2 separate regions of the Mus musculus genome follow, and region 1 is linked to region 2. The links are chromatin contacts, called in public HiChIP or PLAC-seq maps. All regions are on one chromosome and are shown on one strand. Each heading gives the region's core, a stretch centred on a gene start, on an enhancer-like site or on the middle of the called end of the contact. The rest is flanking DNA. Distances are from core to core; before and after follow the strand shown.

Region 1 (5,043 bases), core at 1,458-3,957, 910 kb before region 2:
TACCACCACACCTGGTTTAGATATTGTCTAGTTTCTGTTTTGTTGCTGTGGTAAAACACTCTGACCAGAAGCAACTTAGAGGAGTGGTGTGGTTTGAATGAGAATGGCACCCCGGAAGGATTAGGGGGTGTGGTGTTTTGGAGAAGGTACATTACTGGGAATAGGCTTTCAAAAGCTCATGCCATGTCTAGTCCCGCAACCCCCACCCCTGCCTGCTGCCTGCTGCTCAGGGCATAAATCTTTCTGCTACTACTCCAGAGCCTGGCTTGTCTACTTCTTGCCATGATGGTCATGGGCTAACCTTCTGAAACTGCGAACAAGCCCGGATTAAATGCATTTTAAATGAGTGTGGCCCTGGTCATGGTGTCTCTTCTTAGCAATAACATTGTAACTAAGACAAGTAGAAAAGAGTTTATTTTATATTATACTTCCATACTACTGAGAGAAGCCAGGATAGGAACTGCAACTATGGAGGAATGCTGCTGCTGGCTCACCAATTGGCTTGCTCATAGCCTGTGGATGCCTTGACCAGTGCCTATGGATGGTACCCTCAAGGCAGGGATGGAGAGGTGGCTCAGTGGTTAAGAGCACTGATTGCTCTTCCAGAGGACCTAGGTCCAATTCCTAGAATCCACACGGTGCCTCATGACTGTCCATAACCCCAGTTCCAGGAGATCCAATTCCCCCTTCTGACCTCCGCATGCACCAGGTACCCAGGATGGTACATAGACATATATGCAGGCAAAGCATATATAAAAAAAAAAAAGTCTGTGAAGACAATCTGTCATAGATATGACCACAGAACAATGCGATAAAAAATTATTAAATCCAGACTCCCCCCACCCCCAAATGATTGTAGACTATGTCAAGTTCACAGTTAATGCTAACTAGGACAGGCACGTTTTTTAAACGCTGGCTGGCCCTTCTTGGTTTTGTTTGTTGAGCTCTTAGCAGGAAGCACAGAGTGGGTCTGAGAAATGCATTTTAAGTGAGGCCACGGAGAAATGTCAGGGCAGTAAGAATTTGCACTCTCAACTGAACAGACTGCATCTAAACCAACTCCTACATACTTCCCCAGTGACTGAACAGGTTGTGGCAGGAAGAGACCAGCTGCATTTGGAGACAGTGGCCCCAAATGGCTTCCTACCTGCTAAGTCTCAGATGCCACAGTCATGAGACAGTGAGTGACTACTGAACTAATCCTTTAAGGACTTGTTTCCCTTTTGGAGCAGAGCCTCTCTCACTTATTAGCTCAAGTTAGCCCAGAACTTACTAAGACTGTGATATCATATAAATCATATCACATCATATCAACTTATCTATCTATCTATCTATCTATCTATCTATCTATCTATCTATCCATCCATCCATCTATCTATCCATCTATTATCTAGCTATCATTCTATCTACATATGTATTTATCTATGCACATGTGCCAGAAGAGGGTGTTGAATCCCTTGGAACGGGAGTTATAAGCAGTTGTCAGCTGCCACATGTGGGTACTGGGAACCAAACTTGGATTCTCTGTAAGAATAGCAGATACTCTCAACCATGCCAATGCTTAGCCATCTATCCAGCCCCAAGACTGAACTTTAAAAGGTCCTAAAAGGAGCTGAGCGTGATAGCTCATACCTGTCATCCCAGCATTGTAGAGGCTGAAGTAAAGATTGCTATGAATTCAAGACCATCCTGGGTTACAAAGTGAAACACTGTCTCAAAAACAAACAAACAAACAAAATCAAAAGCCAAACTACCACCAACAAAAGAAACCTAAAACCACCCCCTCCCCAAATCAAAACACGTATACACATGATCACACCCAACGCAAACGCGGTAGAGGATAGGAAAGCTGCTCAATAGCTGAAGTGCCTCTCTTTCAAATATGAAGACCTGAGTTCCAATCTTCAGCGTCCATATAAATGCCAGGTGGGCACAGCAGCTGCTGGTAATCCCAGCACACGGGAAGCAGAAGCAGAAGGCCAGCTAGATGCTCTGGGCTCAAGGGAGGCCCTGCCTCAATGCGTAACATAGAAATCAATCAAGAAAGATACCCAGAGCCGGTTGTGGTGGTCCACACCTTTAGTCCTAGCACTCGGGAAACAGAGGCAGATGGAGCTCTGTGAGTTCAAGGCCAGACTGGTGGAACACAGCCAGGGCTATACAGAGAGACTCTGCTCAAAATACAAAGAAACAAACCAAACCGAACCAACCCAAAAAACAAACACACAGAAGAAGAAAGACACTTAATATCTACTTCAGGCCTTTACATATATGCACACATACACACATGCATGTGCACCTGTATATACCCATGTGAAAATTTACACACCCACTTACACAGGCAAAAAGAAAAAAAACCCCAAACAACAACAACATCGTCTTATATAACTGAATGCTTCTGTCCATCACTCTTTGCACTATTCCTCATTTCTTCCCCCCACCAGGCCACCTCCCTCTTTAGTGTGTCTGCATATGACACTCACTCAGGCTACCTCAGTCTGTGTCTGACAGGACATTTCAAAGTACAGCTCAATGCAAGTGACATCATGGTTCATTTTCCCATGCTGAAGTCAGCCCAGTTTCTGCCTTTAGCTTGTTTTTCAGTCTGAACTGCATCTTCATCCTTCCTGTCTTAGGTTTGCTCCTAGAGCTGCCCCATGTTTGCCAAGCCACAGGAATGTCTACATCTGCGTGGCTTTGCTGTGACTCTCTGACTTCCTCTCTCACAACAACTCATAAGAACTAGCCTCAGCTCCTTTGCTTTCTCAAAGGCAGAGAGAGGGTGAGGCGGACTGTCTTCTGACCAAAGTTAACTCCCTCAAGTCAAGCTTTTGTGTCCGTGAGGTTGCAGGGCTTCCCATAAAGCACTGGCCCTACGGGGATTAGCTGAGATGACCCTTGACTTTTGACTCACACTTTGCAGACTCCTTTGGCTGTGATGCCAGGAGGAGGGACCAAGCCTTGGAGATGTACTCTCTGTCAACTCATAGAGGGTGCACACTGGAAGCAGATGAGACTCAGCAGGGCACCTGCCAAGGCCAGGCTCCCAGTCAGGTTGCTCTTGCTCGAGGGGAGCGCTGACCTGCCGACCACAGATGGAGTGGGCTCAGCACAGTGGTGAGACCAGAAACGAGTTGAGAGCAGCTCTCTGCCCTTCAAAACAAAAGAGCCGGCAGAAGAGTGAAGAGGAGAGCAGAGTCTCAGAGACCATATGTGTCATGCTGTGGAAGCCTGGGAGCTTAATCAAAGCACCTACAGGTCCTGGGATCCGACTGTCTTTTCCAGATTTCATCCCCTGGCTGGATACCGAAGAAAGGGCTGCAGGGCTGCGGTTTAAAGCATGAATGGAAATTTCGAGCCTTCTCTCCCACTACCACCCCCCATGCATTGCTCCAGCCCAGTCTGAACACCACGAGGTATTTTAAAATAATTTCTACTTTGATGAATTGCTGGGGAGTCCACAATTGCTCATAATCAAGGGGAGAAAAATGCAAATGAGATCCGGCCGAGAACTATCACCACCAAACGTTTATTTCACTGCACAGTGCCAAAAAGAATTAAAACAACATTAAACTCACAGCAATCATGTTTAAGCCCTCGTTTCCAAGTGCCAAATTGCACCACTCTGGATCATACAGATGTTCGTTAATTATGCTAATTTTTATTAAACTATTAAAATGGAGAGAATACTGGCTCAGCCAGGCAGACCCAAGCTCTGAATGAACTCTTCTACTGTCTAGAGGTGCTAATTTACTGCTTTTTTTATTAAGTTGCTGATTCTTGGGTTTTAGTTTTTAGGATCGAACTGAACTGAATTTCTGGGATCAATGTTTTCCCCATAAAATCTGAACTTCTCTTGGCCCAGCTGTTTGGAAAAAAATTGGGAAGAGTGCTTTGAGGCTCCCAGGAGATGTACAGACTTCTTCAACGCAGAAGTGTCTCTACCTTCAAACTGGGGACACATACCTATACATATCATTGTATATATCACTGGGGCATCCAAACTACACATGTTCTCCACTCCATGACTCTGTATACTATGAAGGCTAAAGGTGAGACTTTAATGGTCTTTTTGTTGTTGTTTGTTTTTGTTTGTTTGTTTGTTTTCGAGACAAGGTTTCTCTGTGTAGTCCTGGCTGTTCAGGAACTCTCTCTGTAGACCAGGCTGGTCTCGAACCCAGAAATCTGCCTGCTTTTGCCTCCCCAGTGCTGGGTTTAATGGTCTTAATGGTACCGAATTATTACTTGAATAAGTTCTAGATTAAAAAAAAAACCCAAACCCAAACAAACAAACCAAGACCCCACAACAAAACTCCTCACATGTTCTGCTTCACATCACATCTCATCTGGAAGAAATAAATATGGCATGTTGCTTTTTTCCACTTTTGATGAAACATCTGTTTCTCTCAACTTGAACCTTGTCAGATCTCCCTGAACCCCTTCCACTCCCAGCGAAGAGGTTTTGAAAATGAAAGTTGGTGTTTGGTCTCCATGATCAGGACAGAGGGACGATTGGCTTGGGTGAATGGCAGGTTGGATGAACCTGAGTTGCACACAGTGCTCACTGTCACCCACAATCAGAAGTGTTTATGGGGGATGGCACACAGCCCTAAAGGGATGTATGCTGCTGATCACAATCAACAAGAAAAAACAAAGCCAAAAAAACCCAAAACAACAACAAAACCAACCCACCAGACCTGCCATAAAAAGAACAGCCGATCCTATAAACAAAAAGCAGTATGGTCATCAACAACAGGCATGTCACACAGCTTGACTCTGCCTCCAGTGTCTTCCTATTGCTGTTTATGGTTTCAAGACTATGATAGGCCTCCTCAGTGTTCCTCCTGTCACAGGGCCTTGAGCCTCTGTGTGGTGCTGTAAATACCCTGTCAGTAGGTGTCAGGGGACATCAGGGAGAAAACCAGCAGGCGCCTATCATAAGCCTTAAAAGAGATTAAATACCCCTACTCCATGATTGCTACATTTTAATTTCTCTCCTCCCTGCTGGTTCCTATTTGTATAAGCTCTTCCATGGCTCCCCTG
Region 2 (5,727 bases), core at 2,417-4,916:
GCAAAATCCTAGCCAGACTGTGAGACAGCACCAGGGGCCTCCTCCTGTAGCTGGGGAGAAAAAAGACCCGAAGGCCTATGGGAAATGGCAGAGCAAAGAGGCAATGATAGGCAAGTTCTCTCTGCACCCACAGCCTCTATTTGTCCCTTCCCCAGTCCTACCTGGTGCGCACTATGCACACTTCACAATGAGAAAGCTGCCCTTTGGAAAGGGACTGTATTTCCTGATTCCTCCAAGGTAGTCACCAAGACAGGATTCGAACTCGGAACTATAGATGGTTGTGGTGGCCCATACCTGTAATCCCAGTACTTGGGAGGCTATGGCAGAGGGATCTTAGAAAGTTCTACCTGTTTTCTAGTCTGCATAAGTGAGTCCAAGCCAGTCAGGATTAAATAGCAAGATGCTACCTCCAATAAACCAAACTCAGCAAAGCAAAATCCCAAATCAAAGAGCAGCTAGGATTCTGACTCCTGTGCCCAGTGCTACCTTGAGTGTCATTCCAGTGTGTGTGTGTGTGTATGTGTGTGTGTGTGACACTGAGTGACCAGCCTGATGATCTGACATGTGGTTTATTACCAGTCCTGCCTGCCCTGCACTTAGGCATTCTCCTTCCCTGGCAGGGATGGAAATAGGCCTTTCCGTTCCATCGGTGTCTTCCCACACCTCAAAGTGCTGCTAGTGGGTGCAATCCCACATGTGTAATTTGTGTGCACGCAGGATCTGAAGTCACAAAGCTGAGTCACCAGGTCTGCCACCTATTTACGTAGAAATGTGTAGTATGTTTCCCATTGAGGGGTCTTTCTCTCTCTCTCTTCCTTCCTTCCTTTCTTCCTTCCTTCCTTCCTTCCTTTCTTTCTTTCTTTCTTTCTTTCTCTCTCTCTCTCTTTCTCTCTTTCTTTCTGTCTTTCTCTCTCTCTCTTTCTTTCTTTCCTTCTTTCTTTTTTCCATCCTTCCTTCCAATATTGCCACTCTGTAGCTCAGGCTGGCCTTGAATTTATGACCTGCCCAGCTTCCCCCCAAATCCCCCCAAAGACTATTCCAGGCCTGTGCTACCATTTGGGGGTGGGATGGGGTTCCAATTAAACTCTATACCTTCTCTAGGCTGGTTACAAGTACTAATTGGAACAGTGTGTTAAACCATTTGCCCAGGGCCCATCATCCTTTAAGAAGGGCAGAATAAATAAGTGTATCTGCTGTGGCTTCTATTACCATTTCAGAAGGATAAAAGGCACGTGCTAGTGATAAAGTCCCATTCTATCCAGGTGACAGCCTTTGCAAACACACTCAGGGTATCGGAAGCCCCGAGACCCAGGTTGGAATCCCTGGATTCTTTTGTGTAGAGTTCTGGCCCCTAGCCATCCCTGACTGTCTACAGAGGAAAAATTTGGGGTGATGTCTTTAATAAAGTCTCTGTCCCATCTTTCCCCAACTAAGTGTCAGAAGCCCATGCAGGAGGCAGATGGGTCAGCATAGGTCAGGGTTGACTGAGCGTAAAAACAGGGTCATTTGCATGACAGCTTAGGTGAAGGATCTCAGGCCCTTGCTCCTCCAGACCTGACTTTGGGACAAGTTTAAAGCTAGAGGTTAGTTAGAAACATCTGGGCTAGAGGAACCCAGAGCTGGGCCCAAACAGGCACCTTTCTTGTTTGGGTTGCAAAGTCCATGTGCCAGGCTGGGTACCAGGCAGAGGGAGCCTGTTTTCTTACCTATGAAACAAAGACCTAGAGCGAAGCCTGCAGCCCTCTCTAGCTTCTCTGCTTAGCCAATATTTTGGGTGGCATATGCTGATGAGATGTAAATTTTATTGCATATGCAGATGACATGTAAATCAGCACACAAATGAACATCGGTTTCCTGCTGTCAGAACAGAAAAGCAGGGAAGGGAAGGACCATGGCGCGGGTTTTTCCAGAAGGTTCTCTCTAGTTCAGGTTGCATGAGGGGAACCCAGAGGAATCTCACAGAGGATACAACTCTTATAGCACCAGTGGTGGGGCCCATGGAGCACACAAAATCCCAAGCAAGGAGGCCACAGGGGTGCAGCCTTGCCTGTCAGTACACTGCCCCTTCTAATTTGCCTTGGTCTCACCTCTACCTCCCCACACCACCCAAAAGGACAGGCTTCCGTGCTCATGGTTGACGGGAAAGGAGGAAGCTGTTTGGTGAAGCAAGAGACCCAGGCCTGAAGGTCTGGTCTGGGACCAAAAAAAGCCCTCTTTTGTCTTTAGCCACTCTCTGGTCATCCCTTTCCCAGTGACTGGCAGTGTGGCCCTGGCCAGTGTCTGGCATGCCGTAGGAAGCTGCCCACCTCGTGTTGGGTTCTCCTTTGGCCTGTCAACCAGCCAACAAATGCACATGTATTAAGTATCTTCTGTGTGCTGAGGACTATGCCAGCATAGGATGCAAAACGGAATGGACCAGCTCTGTTTTCAGGGTGTTGATATTTGGATGAGGGAGGGGTGAAAAGAAAAAGAAAGAACAGGGCAAATATGATACGTCATAAATGCGAGCTGGGTAAAAGCTTAGGGCACTGAGAGAAGTGGAGACGCTGGAACCATCTAGTGAGAAGAGCTCTAAGAAGTGTAGGCGCCAAGGCCCTGAGGTAGGAACACAATCTCTCCTTCTAGGGATTAGAACGCCAGGAGCTAGTGTGGCTAGAGAGAAGCAAGGGATGTGTGTGTAAGGCAGAAGATAGTATCTTAAAGCCAACTGTGCATGGGCGGGTGGAGATGTCACACACCTTTGATCCCAGCATTCAGGGGGCAGAAGCAGGTGGATCTCTGAGTTTAAGGCCAGCCTGGTCTACAGAGTGAGTTCCAGGAGAGCCAAGGCTACTCTGTCTCAAAAAACATAGTAGTAGTAGTAGTAGTAGTAGTAGTACCAGCAACAGCAGTAATGCCAACTGTGCCATGGCACACACCTCTAATCCTAGCACATAGGAGATGGAGGCAGAAGGATATCAGGAGTTCAAGGCCAACCAGCTTTGGCTACACAGAGAATGTGAGCCTATACTACATGAAACCCTGTTTCAAAAAAAAAAAAAGAAAGAAAGAAAAGAAAAGAAAAGAAGGAAGGAAAAGAAGCGAAGCATGTTAGAAAGCTGTCAGCGGCAATGAGAGGATGAAGTCATTTGGCTCTGGGACACGCTGCCCATCTCTCGGTTCCTATACACCTTCCTGAGGGTTGGGGCTAAGGAAGTGCAAGGTCAGTAGGGGGCTGTCTCTCCTGGCCTTACTTTGGTTTGAGGACTTTGGTTTATAGGTAAGAGCCTGCTATTGGCTGGTTGAGTTTTAAGTGGCTGAATGTCTCCCCTAGCCAGCATCGCCTTCCCCTTCCTGTCACCAGCCAGCCTGCCAGGAGACACTTGCTGAGGGAGGCAGTAGGGTCCTCTCAACTCTGGCCTCACCTCAACTACTGGAGGACAGGATTCCTGCCCCGACTCTCACAGCCAGTTCTCTCAGGCTGCGATCTGCTTTCCCAATGTTCCTTGCACTCTCCTCCCATGCCCCACTTACTCCAACACCATCCTTCTGGAAAGCTACCTCAGGCATCTAAGGACCGCAGCTTTCTCCAAGTTCAGCTCTGGCCTTCCTTAGATTCTCTTCTGGCTCCATCCGACTCTGCCAAGGAAGCAGTGGAATGTGCTGGCCTCGGGCCAAGGCTGTGTGTATTTCAGGCCACAGACAAGCGGAAGGCGCTGGAAGAGACGATGGCTTTCACCACCCAGGCCCTAGCCAGTGTGGCCTACCAAGTGGGTAACCTGGCCGGGCATACTCTTCGAATGCTGGATCTACAGGGTGCTGCCCTGCGGCAGGTAGAAGCCAAGATGAGCACACTGGGCCAGGTAAGGATGTGGGAAGGCATCCCTCTTTCTGTCCTGGCTCTTCAGTCCCACTCAAATAGCCCTACATTTCTCCATGCCCACCTGGCCAACCGGACTGCAGAAAGTTGGCACATTCCAGACTTTGGAGACATCTATCATGGCTGTGTCTCAGTGTTGTTCTTGCTACCCCATTAGATACAAAGTTTCTCTCTCTCTCTCTCTCCCTCTCTCTCTCTCTCTCTCTCTCTCTCTCTCTCTAAAAGCTTTCTTTGTTTGCTCTTCATAGTACCTGCAGAGAGCAGGAGAGACCAAAGGCCACCCTGTCTTCATTGGAACACATCCAATGATTAATAAATGCCCTCCACGCAGGCCAGGCAAGCCCATCGTCAGCCCCACAGGAATCCGTGCCAACACCATACAGAGTCCCCACCCTTGGCTCATAAATACCTACCCTTGGCTCATAAATACTCTCAGCCGTCCTTCCTGGATCCTTGACCCCACAAAACATGTGGGAGTTCTTTTGGTCTGACCATAGGTCCCTGAGGGGTCAGTGTATAGGGTGTGTTTTCCTCTTCTTCCTGAAGACCCAAGGTCCCGTCCCTCAAGGCCTGAGGGAACATTTGGAGAGGAAGCTAATTCCCGTACTTGTTCCCTGAAGGGGACAGCTGATTTAGTTACAGTTCTCTGCCACCTCCACGGAATGCCCATCTGCACCAAAGCCTGCCCTGTCCTTTGGTTGCTGTCCAGCAACCCCAGGGATTTTTTTTCCCTCCCTTTTCTTCTGGTTCCTGCACAGCTAATAATAACCTTCATTCTCTTCTACCCGGAAGTCGCTCCAAAGTGGCTCCATCCTCTGCTGCTCTTCTTTCTCCAATGGCTGCATGGCCATGGGACTCTCTCTGGTCCCCCCATGACCCCCATTCTTTCCTCCTCCCCTGCTTTGAGATGGGGGTTCTCACTATGTAGCCCTGGATAGCCTAGAACTCATCATATAGACCAGGTTGGCTTCAAACTCACAGAGCTCTACCTGCCTCCCTCTGCCTCCCGTTAGTTAGCTTTCTCCCTCTTTTAAAGGGAATGGTGTTGTACAGGCTGTTTCTCACGGTCTCCTCCCACCTCCCGACCCTGTCGTGCAGATGGTAAACATGCATATGGAGAAGGTAGCTAGAAGGGAGATCGGCACTTTGGCCACTGTTGTGCGGCTGCCCTCTAACCAGAAAGTCATCCCTCCTGAGAGCCTGCCTTCCCTCACTCCCTACCACAGAAAACCCCTCAACTTTGCCTGCTTGGATGACATTGGCCACGGAGTCAAGGTAAGGGAAACCCTGCTGACCCCCCACTGCCCACCCTGTCCTGCCGTACAGCTAGCTCCCTCTCGTCTCGCCTTTCCCCAAGCTTTTGTACGACCTCACATCCCCTTCTTCCTCTCCACACTCCAGGACACGTGGCCTAAACTCCACTCTCCCTAGGTCCTTAACTTCCCTCTACTCAGACACTGCTCCTGGAAGATCATAAGCTGTCCCGGCCCCACCCCCCACTCCCACCCCACAGTGGGTCGTGTGTGTGGTGTGTGTGTGTGTGTGTGTGTGTGTGTGTGTGTGTGTGTGTGTGTGTGTGAGAAGGGGAAGAGGGGGAGGAGGGGGAAGGGTGTCAGGGCACGCATGAGAACCTCTCCTCAGCCACATGAGAATAGCGACTTCCTCTGTCTGGGGGTTTGAGGTCATTGCTCTAAGAAGTCACTCCAGAATGCTGCTGATAGGGACAGGAGGCAGCAACAAAAAGAGTTGGCGGAGGGGACCTTATCACACTGTGCCCAACTGCTTCATGTCAGATTAGATTAGAAGCTTTCCTGGGTCTTAACCCCTTGATACTATGCCAGACCCCCAGGAGAGAAAATACCTCTTTC

What was found. HiChIP or PLAC-seq counts read pairs in DNA pulled down with a chosen protein or histone mark.
Region 1: a FOXA1 HiChIP or PLAC-seq map of pancreatic cancer cells shows a contact between it and region 2. The contact joins two enhancer-like sites. A contact is called at or near these places in 1 of 39 promoter capture datasets (hippocampal neurons), 4 of 115 datasets of contacts at active chromatin or transcription factors (embryonic forebrain, forebrain, pancreatic cancer cells and 1 more) and 1 of 9 other capture datasets (macrophages).

Annotation. Positions count from the first base shown.
Region 1 is chr11:96,745,380-96,750,422 of GRCm38.p6, reverse strand. The region is part of intron 10 of Skap1 (src family associated phosphoprotein 1); the gene reads right to left. Among named protein-coding and RNA genes, the nearest start is that of Snx11, 30 kb to the left of the region's middle. Within about 2 kb of position 2,707, at least 52 of the 459 cell types and tissues checked have an H3K27ac peak or open chromatin away from gene starts, as enhancers often do. A contact at or near this core is called in pancreatic cancer cells, where this site is marked.
Region 2 is chr11:95,835,185-95,840,911 of GRCm38.p6, reverse strand. It overlaps Abi3 (ABI gene family, member 3), which reads left to right. Exons shown (of 8, transcript NM_025659.4): 2 at 3,675-3,842; 3 at 4,958-5,134. Among named protein-coding and RNA genes, the nearest start is that of Abi3, 4.4 kb to the left of the region's middle. Within about 2 kb of position 3,666, at least 58 of the 459 cell types and tissues checked have an H3K27ac peak or open chromatin away from gene starts, as enhancers often do. A contact at or near this core is called in pancreatic cancer cells, where this site is marked.